Linked DNA regions of Mus musculus: region 2 is linked to region 1. Evidence: chromatin contacts called from public Hi-C data. All regions are on one chromosome and are shown on one strand. The core of a region is the stretch at or near the end of the contact, and the rest is flanking DNA. Distances in the headings are between cores, read along the strand shown.

Region 1 (6,795 bases), core at 4,262-6,761:
CAACCAAGGAATACACATGGAAGGACCCATGGTACTGGCCACATATGTGGCAGAGCATGGCCTTGTTGGACATCAGTGGGAAGACAGGCCCTTGGTCCTGAGGGTGTTCGATACCCCAGTGTAGGGGAATGCTAGGGCACAAAGATGGGAGTGGGTGGGTTGGTGGGGGAGCACCCTCATAGAGGCAGTGGGAGGATGGATGGGTTAGGGAGTTTCCAAAGGGAGATCTGCAAAGTGGAAAACATTTGAAATGTAAATAAAGAAAATATCTAATAAAAACAAAACAAACAAAAAACAACAAAATACCCCTGTAATAATGGCCTGGAGCTGATCCTGTGCCACAGCGCTCCATACCCAAATACTGCTAGGAAAGAGCAGGTCTCCCAGGAGAGCTGCCAACCATGTGAGCACAGGTAAGACCACAACTTCTGCTCAGTTGAACCCACTCAGAGACCTCAGGACATAAGGACCAAGGAGAAACAGGGGACAGGATCCTTCCAGCTTCCATCTGTACCCCAGAGATGACCCTGTGCCACAGCTCTCCATGCTGAAATTCCTCTCAGAGAGAACTGGTCTCCTAGGAGTACTGACACACAGGCTGGCAGGAAGGACAAGCCAAAGTCGAAGACAGCAAGACCAACTTATACCAGAGATAACCGGATGACAAAAGGCAAGCGCAAGAACATAAGCAACAGAAACCAAGGCTACTTGGCATTCTCAAAACCCAGTTCTCCCACCACAGTGAACCCTGAATACCCCAACACACCAGGAAAGCAAGACTCTGATTTAAAATCACATCTCATGATGATGATAGAGGACTTTAGGAAGGACATAAATTATTCCCTTAAAGAAATACAAGAGAATTCAGGTAAACAACTAGAAGCCCTTAAAGAGGAAACATGAAAATCCCTTAAAGAATTACAGGAAAACACAACCAAACAGATGAAAGAACTGAAAAAAAAAACACACAGGATCTAAAAATGGAAATAGAAACAATAAAAAAAAATCACAAAGGTAGACAACCCTGTAGATAGAAAATCTAGGAACAAGATCAGGAATCATAGATGCAAACATCACCAACAGAATACAAGAGATAGAAGAGAGAATCTCAGGTGCAGAAGATACCATAGAAAACATTGACACAACAGTCAAAGAAAATGCAAAATGCAAAAAGATCCTAAGCCAAAACATTTAGGAAATCTAGTTCACAATGAGAAGACCAAACCTAAGGATAATAGGTATAGCTTAAAGGTATAACTTAAAGGGCCAGTAAATATCTTCAACAAAGTTATAGAAGGAAACTTCCCTAATCTAAAGAATGAGATGCCCATGAACATACAAGAAGCCTACAGAACTCCAAATGGATTTGGACCAGAGAAGAAATTCCTCTTATCACATAATAATCAAACCACCAAACTCACTAAACAAAGAAAAAATATTAAAAGCAGTAAGAGGAAAAAGTCAAGTAACATATATAGGCAGACCTATCAGAATTACACCAGACTTCTCACCAGAGAATATGAAAGCTAGAAGATCCAGGGCATATCTCATACAGTCCCTAGGAGAACACAAATGCCAGCTCAGGCTACTATACCCAGCAAAACTCTCAATTACCATAGGTGGAGAAACCAAGATATTCCATGACAAAACCAAATTTATAAAATGTTTCCACAAATCCAGCCCTACAAAGGATAATGGATGAAAAACACCAACACAAGGAGGGAAACTACACCCTAGAAGAAGCAAGAAAGTAATTTTCTTTGAACAAACCCAATAGATGCAAATCAAAACAACCGGGAGATTCACACCAGTCAGAATGGGTAAAATAAAAAACTCAGGTGAGAGCAGATGCTGGTGAGGATGTGGAGAAAGAAGAACACTTCTCCATTGCTGGTGGGAATGCAAGCTGGTACAACCATTCTGGAAATCGGTTTGGCAGTTCCTCAGAAAATCGGACACAGTACTACTAGAAGATCCAGCAACACCTCTCCTGGGCATATACCCAGAAGATGCTTCAACATGTAATAGGGACACATGCTCCACTATGTTCATAGCAGCCTTATTTATAATAGCCAGAAGCTGGAAAGAACCCAGATGCCCCTCAACAGAGGAATGGATACAGAAAATGTGGTACATTTACACTCAGCTATTAAAAACAATGAATTTATGAAATTCTTAGGCAAATGGATGGAACCAGAAAATATCATTCTGAGTTAGGTAAACCAATCACAGAAGAACACACAAGGTATGCAATCACTGATAAGTGGATATTAGCACAGATGCTCAGAGTACAATTCACAGACCACATGAAGCTCAAGAAGAAGGAAGACCAAAGTGTGGATTCCTCTGTCCTTCTTAGAAGGGGGAACAAAATACCCATGGGAGTAGATACAGAGACAAAGTGTGGAGAAGAGTCAGAAGGAAAGACCATCCAGAGACTGCCCCACCTGGGGATCCATCCCATATATAGTCACTAAACCCAGACACTATTGCAGATGTCAACAAGAGCTTGCTGAAAGGAGCCTGATATAGCTGTCTCCTGAGGGGCTCTACCAGTGCCTGAAAAATACAGAGGTGGATGCTCTCAGCCAACCACTGACTGAGCAGAGGGTCCTCAATGGAGGAACTAGAGAAAAGACCTAAGAAGCTGAAGGGGTTTGGAGTCCCATAGAAGGAACAACAATACCAGTCAGTACCCCAGAGTTCCCAGGGATTAAATGACCAACCAAAGAGTACACATGGAGGGACCCATCACTCCAGCTGTATATGTAGCAGAGGATGGCCTTGTCGATCATCAATGGGAATGCAACAGGCCCTTGTTCCTGTGAAAGCTCTATGCCCCTGAGTAGGACAAAGTAGTGGAAGTGGCTGGGTTGGTGAGCAGGGTGAAGGAGAAGAGAATTGGGGTTTTTGGAGGGGAAACCAGGAAAGGGGAATACATTTAAAAGGTAAATAAAGAAAATACCTAATAAAAATATATATACTAAAAAAGAAAAAGAAAAAAAAAGAAAAAGAAAAAAAAAACCTAAGGAACTGTGATTTTTTTTGATTTTTTTTGTTTTTTTTTTTTTGTTGTTGTTTTTTTTGTTTTTTTTTGTAGGTGAGGAGACTGCTAATAGCATGAGAGGAAGCTGGGAATATAGATAAATGCCCACGTTCAGTATTTGGAAACAAGAAGGTGATGGTTGGAATAGATCAAGAAATAACAAAATAGCCTATTCATTTAGAAATATATAGACACTCAAAATAGAAATTTGAGTCTAATGCCATGCCACCCTGAATATGCCCAATCTAGCCAAAATTGAAACTTGATTAATAAACAACATGTGTTCATAATTTTATAAAAGCTAAAAATTTAAACTTGGAAGTAAAATTATGGATTAAAGAGTCAGATAGACTTGAGTTTCATATGCTGTCCCTGCATTCTACCTGAATGACTCGTGCTAAGTCACATGGTGTCCCTGAGCCTTAGATGCTTTTCTTACTGTAAAATAAAAGCTATTAGCAGATAGGTGACATTTTCCTGTCAGTTGAAATTCATGTAAAGATCGTTGTGGGGAGCCTTTGAAAAGGGCATCAGTCCATAGCTGGGGGCAGGAGGGCTCAGTGAGTAAGAGCACCTGCTGTAAAAATTGGGGCATGCCAAGCACAAGATTGGAACCCCAGTGCTGTGAGAGGTGGAGACATGATGATTGCTGCAACTTGGTGGTACCTAGCTCCAAATTTAGCGAGAGACCCTGTCTCAAAGGATTACAGCAAAGAGTAGAGCTGGAAACCTAATGTCCCTTTATGACCACTGCATCACAGACACATACATATACACATAAACATGGGTATATGTGAATGAACATAAAATAAACCCCACTCATGGGACTTTGCCCTCATGATGTAACCACCTTCCCCAGCCTCATTTCCTACATCACATTGGTGATTAAATTTCATTGCATTGACTGGGGAAAGGGACTGTCTCAGTTAGGGTCTTACTGCTGTGAACAAACACCAGGACCAAGGCAACTCTTATAAGAACAACATTTAATTGGGCCTGGCTTACAGGTTCAGAGGTTCAAGGCAGGACCATGGCAGCATCCAGGCAGGCATGATGTAGGAGTTGCTGAGAATTCTACATCTTCATCTGAAGGGTGCTAGCAGAATACTGACTTCCAGGTATCTAGGACAGGGACATTAAAGCCCACACTGACACACCTGATCCAACAAGGCTACACTTCCTAATACTGCCACTCCCTGGAGCAAGCATATACAAACCATCACAGGGACAAATAATTCAAGCACAGATATAGCAAGATACAGGCCAGTTTTTCTACTAGACAACATAAGAATTATTAGTCTCTACAATAAAATTATAGCCTTGATCAGAAATAAAGATGAGAAATAGGGTCATTTGTGTTTTTACGCCCCCCCCCACCAAACAGAATTGTCCTTGTAGTGACTTTCAAAGCACTTTCTGACAGAAATAACCCTATAAAATGGTCATAGTGTGTATGTAGAATTTCTCATTATTTTTGAAGATTGCTCCAAACGTACTAGTAGCCTGGTTCTAAGACCACCACAAAGAGGATTTCACATCAGCATGAATCCTGAGGTGCTTTGTAAGTTTATATGACTGATGAGGTCAAAGCTAGTGACAAGCTTGTATATAGGAAGCATCTAGTAGGCACTGAACACTATCAGTCTCTTCTGCATACCTATCGTTAACCTTGCGTTGATGAACTCTACCATGTTACTGTGTTCCCTTCCTAAGAGGAGGAAATAGACATTTAAAAATGGTTAAGAAATGTGTCAAAATTACCAGCCTGATAACCCCTCACATCACTGGGGTTTCAGGTTTGTGCCCAGTCATGCCAAGATTCTTACAGGGGTGCTGGGGGTTTGAACTGGGGTCTTCATGCTTACACACACAGCAAATGCTCTTACCCTCAGAGCTTCAGATTAGCACCCATTTAAGAGAGACTCTGGAACCCACCTTGTCCCATCTTCTGTGTCTAAAAGCAGTAGCCTACCTGGGTTATCAGCCACCTAGATTGATACAAAATAGGAAATCTGTGAATAAATAAGCAAATACCAGGGTCCCACTACACAGACTTACCTGAGGTGCTGGCCCAGAGCTCCCTGGACATCTGAATCTAACACCTCCTAGACATTTGGAGACTACTGATCTTTCATTACTAAAGCTAAAAGACTCCCTAAAGTTCACACACGGACTCCCTAGGCAACACTCCTGGGATCTCAGAACTGGGAAATCTTTTACACACCCCTGGCTTGGCCATACACTCCTGAAGAGGGACATCTGAGATCTTTCCTACCAGAGTGAAAAGTCTTGTCGTGGTCAACTTGTCTGAAATCATCCTCCTAGTCATGTTATCAGCTTTTTAAAGCTTCACTGTTCAGACTTCAGGATCTGACAGATGTGTCCAAGAGCTCTGTGGCTTCTGAGGTAACAGTTTGTCCTCAACTGTCAAGTCATGGCTACATTTCATAATACCACCAGGGGGCAGCAATGTGCAAATAACTCCTCTCCAGGACCTGCTGTGTTGGTCTGACAGGAAGCTGTGTTTCAGCTTCCTTGTAAGTCTCAGAATTGAAATAATGTTAACAAGATCACCTCAGGTCTGCTCTGGGACCTGACAGAAATAACTCATTTCAAATGAAAGTGCCCTGCCGATGCACAGGTGCATCGGAATCACTGTTCTCAGGGTTTGGATTCCATGGTCGTTTCACCATATGCTGGGAGCTTCCGTGGGGCAAGGACAAACAGCAATCAGTGGGGACCAGGTGCACAGGGCTACCTAAAACCACTCACACTGTAAGTCTGAAGCTCTTCATTTATTCATATCCTTCCTACTTTTTTGGTCTGTCTACCCTCTTCCTTGAGAGCTGGAATTTGTATGGTTGGTTCGTCGATGTATCTCCAACAAATGAAAGCCCCGTAGATCAATAACTATCTGTCATACAAACGAGTATAGGCTTGGCAAGAAATGTCATGAGTGGAGATTGGCATCATCTCAACTAGACCACACTAAATTAGTTGTTTCAATAATTTTACTGTCTATAACTACCAGGGGATGGGAGTGATGTAAAACAAAACAAACAAACAAAAAAACCAAAAATCAAAAAACAAAACAAAACAAAAAGAAACCATCACTTGGGATCTTACTTGGAGCTCCCGTTTACAGAAGAGGAAGAAGCAGAAGCCCAAGGAGAGGAAAAACCCAGCTACAAAGACCTACATGGCAGAGCCAGGTGTGCAAGCCTGATTGCCGCCACTGTGATTTCCACGCATCCCATTGCCTTCCAACTTTCCCCTTTCCGCCAAATATCCCTTCCTAGATAAATAAACTGCATAAGTTAACCAGATCTACTCACTTGCTAATTAGCAGAGATAAAATTTGGCCACCCGTATTCAGAGTTGCCAAATTGCCCTATTGAGGAGTCTCTCTGGCCAGCCTTTCTACTCTCCCTTCCCTGCACCATCTCTGTACTAATCCCTCTGGGATATCTAGTCGCTCTTTACCACAGCCCTATGTCAACGCTGTTGTTATTTCTCTTTCACCAAAGAAAAATGTAGCCGTGACAGCAAATTTAACTGCAGGGCACTTAGCTGGCCTCAGTATGTTTCTGAGGGGCTTGGTGTTTGATAGTGTGTTTATTCCCGTGCCAGTTCCTGGGGACTTTCATGATCTCCTCTTAGAGATGTGGACCCTGAGGTAAGGAGAGGATAAGAGGCTTACCCACCATCAAATCACCGGGAAATAGGAAAGCCACTAGGTATGGATTCCA
Region 2 (7,064 bases), core at 2,480-4,979, 130 kb after region 1:
GCCTAGAAATGCCACCTACATCTCTTCTGTTACCACATCCTTATGAGCCTCTTACTGGATAGAAACTGGGGATTCTACTTCAAGGCTCCAGGTTGTCAATTCCTGGAGAAACAGGGAAGGAAAGGGAGAAGAGGGAGAGAAAGAAGAAGAAAGAGAAAGAAAAAGAGTAGAAATTGAGGAGGAGCAGAAGGCAAAGAAGAGAAGAAATGGAGGGGGAGGAAAGGAGGAAGGTAGAGAGGGAAGAACAGAAGGAGGGAAGGAGGAAGGCACGAAGGGAGAGGAGAAACTGAGGAGGAGTAGCATATTCCAATTCCCTGATATTTAATATCCTGAGAGTTCGTGATACAGGCTTTGAAGAGCGATCAAAAGAAAATTAATCAAACTTTTCAAATTACAAATTAAAGAATGACATAAATAATTGCATTTCTAAGAATGATTCCTTAGTCTAGTAATCTGGTTATCTTCATCCAAAAAGAATTTGTAATAAAAATATTTTAAAGGATATTTTCAGTTCATTAAACAGTCCAATATGTGGTTTCTCATTGGTTATCTAGACACTAAAAATCAGATATTACTAAAATGTTTCATACGTGTGACACTTTCACTGCTATAATCCATTTTCCCCAAAACCCACCAAATAAACCTGTCCCTTGGCTCTCTAAGGCCAACACTGTGCAATCTAACTCTTTGTATATGCAGTACATGGGCTGAGAATATCTTTCCCTGTTAAAATTCCTTCTTTTATGTTCCAACACCCCTTCACATCTTGTTCCCTCAAAGTCCAACTTCTTCCCTTTCTAGAAAAAAAAACCCTATGGCAATGTTGAGCAGGTAGGGCTCCTAACACCCTTTCATAAAGGTGTTTATGAAACATAAACATGTTTATGCAGAAACATGGACTAACCTGCCCTCCCCAGAATCTTCAAGTTGGCCAGAATGCTGAAAGAGGAGGCCAAAAGTCTGGTCCTTGGTTGCCTCTCTTCACTCTAAGGACTATCCTTGGGTAGCCAAACTAGTAACCCTATGCAAAGCAGGATGGGGAAATACATTAAGTGGTACACAAAGAAGTTAAAAAAGAGATCCATCAGACTGTTCTGACAGGTATATTTTTTCTCGTTTTAGTGCTGCAGTGAACTATGTGGTACCTTTCTACTGTATATCTTCTCTGTTAGCTAGCCCTCACGCAGCCCTCCCTGTTTCCTTACAGACCCTCCTCATGTGTCAGTATAGTAGATGGAGAGATCTTCAGTAAGACTACATCTTTCCCTTTAGGCAGACAGACAGATGTCACAGGCCACCATTGGTTATTGGTGGCCACCTAACTATCTTTTTGACTCACTACCAACTTTGAAAAGTTGTTTCAAGGATCCAATGAGAGGAACACAAGTTGGCATCATCAAAATTATCTCTGCTATCCCTCTCTCCAGCCTCACTCACAGAGTGAGTTAAATGCTGCCAACATTCACATGTCAGGTCCAGCACATCAGAGACAAGGCTTAATTAGAAAATTGCTCTTGCAAAAGACAAAGCACGAGTCTTAACTGAAATGACATTTAAAAAATGAGTTTATGAAAGGATGTTAGGAGCCAATGGCATAATTAAATATGAGTTAGGTCTGAGCTGTGTACATTTTCAAGAGGAAAACAGATCTGTTATTTGGCATCTGTGCCTATTATAAGGATAAACAAAAATGGAAAGACGATTTGGAATCAATTGAAGAAAAAAAGTGGCAATCATAGAGAGACAATTACCAAGAGGTGGATGAGAGATGGGGTAAGATGCACTCCTTAGAAGAGGAGGGGGCAGAACAGGAGTCCTGACATCAGGACTCTGAACCAGCGCCATGGATAAAGTAGGAAACAGAAGTGCTCCCAGGCCATTAACAAGATTGTCTCTGTATTTTATGCTGGAGACATTACTGTCTTAATTCAGTAGTCAAGCTCTGAGAAAATGCCACAGACCTGGTAACTTATAAACAATGTATTCCTCACAGATCTTGAGACTTGGTAGGTCCAAGATCAAAATAAAAGGCAATTTAGCATCTGGTAAGGCTCTAGCCTTTGCTTATATCATCTGAATCCTCCAGAGAAGTCAAAGGTTATATAGTCACATAGAAGAAGGGTAACTTTGATATGGTCACTAACCTGATTAGTATGGACTCCATCACAAGACTTACTCACCCCTCAGGTCATCACCACAGCAAAATGAGGAATCATATATCCAGTGAGAAAACTGGTTTGGAATACTTAAGTGACTCCCTAAGCTACCCTTTGCTGATAAATATTCTAGGCAGTGCGTGTTTTCATCTTGAGTTTTCTCTTTCCACATCTAGTAATCTCTCTGAACGAACGTCTAGACAGGCTATGCCTCTTTATCTGGCTTGGCATGTTTTCTCTACATTGAGTCCGATTCTATGACCAAAACTCAACCTTTCTCTCAGTGCCTTCTTCCAGCAACACTAAACAGAGCATGAGAACGGAGGCACAAGCAAGGGGCCATGCTGATGACATTCCGTCCCATGGTGCAATTGCTTGTATCCTTGGTGAAACATTTTCTCAAGGATCAACACAATATATACCCAAGCAAAGGCCATTAATATTACCATCCCATTTAATAGCTTTCAGAACCATAACTTAGAGACAGAAATAACCTTGTCCGGTGACACAATTCCTAAAGGCCAAATTCCACTATCAAAACTGTGCATCTGCTTCCACCTCCAATTATGGACATAGTGCTAAAGGCAAATGGGGACTGGGGGGGTGGGGAGGGGTTGGCACCAGATTTTCTGCTAGCTATGTGCTCCTCATGGAGCTTTACAAACCTTCACATCTTCCCACGGCCAGTTGAAGGTGATGACATTGATGGCCCTCACAAATATTCTCTCTAGCAGCAATTAAGAAATAATAGCAGCTGGTCTCAAAAGCTCCGTCAGAGCTCCTTGATTCCCTGCACATGAAGCATGAGACATTCAGCTGAACTTTAGATATTATCAACACTCGGCACTCTTTCCTAAATATGATTTAGGGAGCAAGCCAGCAGATAAAGAAGGATATTTGTTTTATTCTTTTTTCTTTGTTTGTGAAGCCCCTTCCAATAGTCAGGCACTCTGCAGAGACTCCTGCACCACTGGACACCCTGCCCTTCCAGGCTGCCTCTATCTGCCACCCTTTGAAGCTTAGGAGTATGCTTTTAAAAAGCAAATCAGGAAAATACACTGAAGCCAAGCAGAGGTGAGGGGGGAAGGGGAGTGAGTGCTTCTTGCTGCCAGAGAAAAGGGGCTTTACGCTAAAGTCCACATCTGTGCAAAGTTCCAAGCATCCAGCTGTTGAACGTTCTTGAAAATGCTGAAAGTAAACAGCCCTCTTCCTCATCCACGCAGACATCTTCAGGCTATTTCCACCCTGGAGAAGAGTCTTGGCTTCTGTTGTCTTACACTCTCTGTGTGCTTCTTTGATACTTCGGGGTGTTTACTGACTCAGGCTTAGTCGATTAAACAGTTATGGGAGACACTTGTGCCAAACTGAAGAGGAAAAGTGAAAGTGGGGCTCAGCTTTGCCTGGGTTGGTTTTGAAAAGCCCCCAGACTTCCACTCCTCCTCTCACAGATCAGTACTTACAGGGAGTATCACTCAGAAACCTTGGGAACAAGCAAAGAAGACATCTCACCTCCCCCTGAAAGACAGGATTGCCTGCGAGTCTGCTCCTGCTGAACCCAGGGTGAAGGTGCTGCCTTTGATTTGCTCTGAGAGTCTAAGAGAGGAGGAAGAAAACCTCTGAGCCAACCCTGCTCTGTCTAGAGTACTTTGTAATGGATAGATCCTGTGCTTGATTTACAGTTTGCTAAGAGTGCTGATTTATTTACTGTCCATTTTATGATTAAACAAATGTGCCACTCCACGTGGCTGAGGGGGATAGCTCAGGACAGGAGCATAAGCAACTGTACGAGAAACAATGGATTCTTGTTAAGAGCAATTCCGAGAATAGAATGTGTGCTCTCATAAATGGTGTGCAAGTTCGGCGTGCATTTTTTTAATCAGTATTTTAAATTGGATTGTGGCTTGTGACTTTGGAATCATGGAGAGAGAATAACAAACTTCAAAGGAATCATTTTGTTTTCAGTGGATTTTTCTGCCATAAAACCATACAGCTTCTTCAAGAGTCCAGTGTCCTTTTTTAGAGCCCTCATCATGGTTCAAAGTCTGTATGAGACATGTGTCCCCCAAGATCTCACCACCTGCCCCACTACCAGATTCTATCTCCCACAAAGTTTTTATTTAAATTTGAAAGGTACCACACCCTTGCTTAACGTGTGTGCTCCAGACTCCCTGGAAATTTCCCAAATTTACAAGAATAAGCACTTCTAATACTAGCTGATAAAATCTGTCTTTCTTTGTGTAATTTGGGCTCACGCCATGGCATCCAGTGAGGGTGATGGTGAGCAAGCGTGGTCTCGTTCTTCCCCTCACCGTCACCTAAATAGATGTCATCTGTCTCCTGGACTGACTGAAAGACACAGCAAATGTCAACTCAGTTAGAACAAGCACGTGAGTGGTCATAACATAGCACAAGCTAGTTTTCATTTTATAGGTAGGAGCTAAACACACTGGATGCTTGCTGTTTGACATGTTTGCTATGCTACGTCATAAGATAGAGGAACTGAATATAGAATGTAAAAGGAGAAGAATTAAGGGGAAATATTACTGAGCACTTAGAGTGGGTTTGGTCCATCTCCCCTGCTCCATAGAGAAGGTTGGTGGCTGCCAAGGGATACAGAATGTGAAGCTAGAAGGACTGGGGACATAAGCAAACTGGCTTCTGTGTGGATGTGTGTTTACATAATGCCCCTGCACTTCAGTTTCCTCTCTATAATATATCAGCAGCATGTATCAAATAAAGGTTAGAGTCCATATTACAGATTTTCACGCCTCATTAATGTATGAGAAAACTAAAGCTAGTGAGATGGCTAGCCAAGGTCACATGGGCAGCTGGCTATGCAGATTAGAAAGAAAACTTTCTACTTTCATTATTGCAAAAATTCTAGACTGTCATCTTTTCCTATGGTTGGAATCCTTCACATAACTTCCCAACAGTGGTTCTCAAACTTCCTAAAGCTGTGATGGTTACCATAGTTCTTCATGTTGTGGTGACCCTCAACCATAAAATCCCTTCATGGCTACTTCCCAACTGTAATTTTGTTACTGTCACGAAGCCTAACGCAAATACCTGATATTCAGGAAAACTGATATGCACTCAAATGGGTCTCAACCCACAGGTTGAGGACCACCGCCCTAGTAGTTGTTATGGTGGCCTTCTGAGAAAGCACTGATAACTTTGATTTCACTCAAAGGAATTGAAGCTCAAGAGAATGAAGAAACTTACCCAGCAGCACTCAGCTCCATGGTAACAGGGATAGGAATTAGAAAACAGGTTTCCTAATTCCAATCCTGTGTGCTTTCATGGTCCACATTTGTCCTGCCCTCGCCAAGCTGTTCGGGGGCAGGGCCATGCCTTCCAAGAGCTGCTCACCGTCACTATCAACTAACTTCTAACCATGCCTGGCTCAGTGTTTCATTTACAAACTCAGGGGCCTGTGATCCTCTGTTAGTAAATCGTCCAGATAATTCAGTTGCGGGTCAGAGTTCACCAGCTACCATGCTCAGCCAGCTCTGTGGTCTGGGGCTAAGTAAAGGCTGTGTGTCCAGCCTGACCTTTACCTGAAGAAAGCAGAGCTCTGCTGAGGGCAGGAGAGTGTCCATTTTCTTCCCACACAAAATTTTGTCATGTCCTGTGATCACAGTCAATAACAGTCAGGGTTATGGACTCGTAAGCAAGCAAGCACGCTTAAAATAGTAATAGGAGGGGCTGGAGAGATGGCTCAGCAGTTAAGAGCACTGACTGCTCTTCCAGAGGTCCTGAGTTCAAATCCCAGCAACCACATGGTGGCTCACAACCATCTGTAGTGGGATCTGACGCCCTCTTCTGGTGTGTCTGAAGACAGCTAGTGTACTCATATAAATAAAATAAATCTTTAATAAAAAAAATGGTAATAGGAAGTCTTCATTATGTCCAGTGAATTCCTTCCCTTTTGACATATGCCGCTTTCTAAGCCATGTGACCACTTTAAAAACTTTTTGTTGCAGTCCCTTTAACTGCTCCAGTGAACAGTGGGGCTTAAGATTGCTTTCATCTAACCCCTGTTTTATTATTATTACAAATCAGTGCAGCCTTAAAAAATAGGTAAGGGGCTGGAGAGATGCCTTGGTGGTTAAGAGCACTGGTTTGTCTTCCGTAGGACCCTGGTTCAATTCCCGGCACCCACGTGGTAGCTCACAACTGTCTTTAACTCCAGTTCTGGAGATCTGATGTCTTCTTCTGGATTCTGTAGGCACAGCCTACATATGCTGCACAAACATGCAGGCAAAAACCCCACACACATAAAATAAAATAAATATCTTTTAAAATTCAGTTAATAGATTTTATCAACAGATGAGAAGACATTTAGATTATCTACCTATATTGGAGAAATTTATTTTTAAAACTTTTATCTATTTATTGTGTGGAGTAAAATGTCTCTGTGACCACTTTAGCACAAGCATATGAAAAACCGAGGGCGAAAGGCCAAATGCATGCGTGGAAGCTGGGAACTTCATGCCTGAGAAAGGGGTCATGGAGGTAGTGGGAAACAGGAACCATGGAACAGTATCACGGCTAGAAAAGAAATAATTCTCTCTTCATCAGCTTTAACCTCAAGAATCCCAGCATATCACTACTCTCTTCCCTTTGTGTCACAGACATAAACAGCTTAGCCCAGTGGTCTGCATGATATATGCTCAATAGGACCTGTTGCTATTGCAGCCCTCGTCTTGCTCTACCTGATCAATAAGCATTTACTGAACACCCAATATGTGCCAATCATTACTCTAGACTAGTGTTTCTCAACCCCCCTAATACTATGACTCTTTAAACAATTCTTCATGCTATAGGAACTCCCACCATAAAATTATTTTCATTGCCACATCACAACTGCAATTTTGCTCCTGTAATGAATTGCAATTTAAATATCTG

What was found. A called contact is a pair of places that touch in the nucleus more often than the background predicts.
Region 2: a Hi-C map of the N1E-115 cell line shows a contact between it and region 1, with 2.6 times the contacts expected there. The contact joins two enhancer-like sites. A contact is called at or near these places in 3 of 39 promoter capture datasets (the C10 cell line, cranial neural crest and hippocampal neurons), 6 of 484 Hi-C or Micro-C datasets (the N1E-115 cell line, embryonic stem cells, frontal cortex and 2 more) and 1 of 115 datasets of contacts at active chromatin or transcription factors (fibro-adipogenic progenitors).

Annotation. Positions count from the first base shown.
Region 1 is chr5:43,417,735-43,424,529 of GRCm38.p6, forward strand. No RefSeq gene overlaps it. Among named protein-coding and RNA genes, the nearest start is that of Gm43699, 67 kb to the left of the region's middle. Within about 2 kb of position 5,512, at least 14 of the 459 cell types and tissues checked have an H3K27ac peak or open chromatin away from gene starts, as enhancers often do. A contact at or near this core is called in the N1E-115 cell line, where this site is marked.
Region 2 is chr5:43,546,867-43,553,930 of GRCm38.p6, forward strand. The region is part of intron 1 of C1qtnf7 (C1q and tumor necrosis factor related protein 7); the gene reads left to right. Among named protein-coding and RNA genes, the nearest start is that of Gm15866, 23 kb to the right of the region's middle. Within about 2 kb of position 3,730, at least 29 of the 459 cell types and tissues checked have an H3K27ac peak or open chromatin away from gene starts, as enhancers often do. A contact at or near this core is called in the N1E-115 cell line, where this site is marked.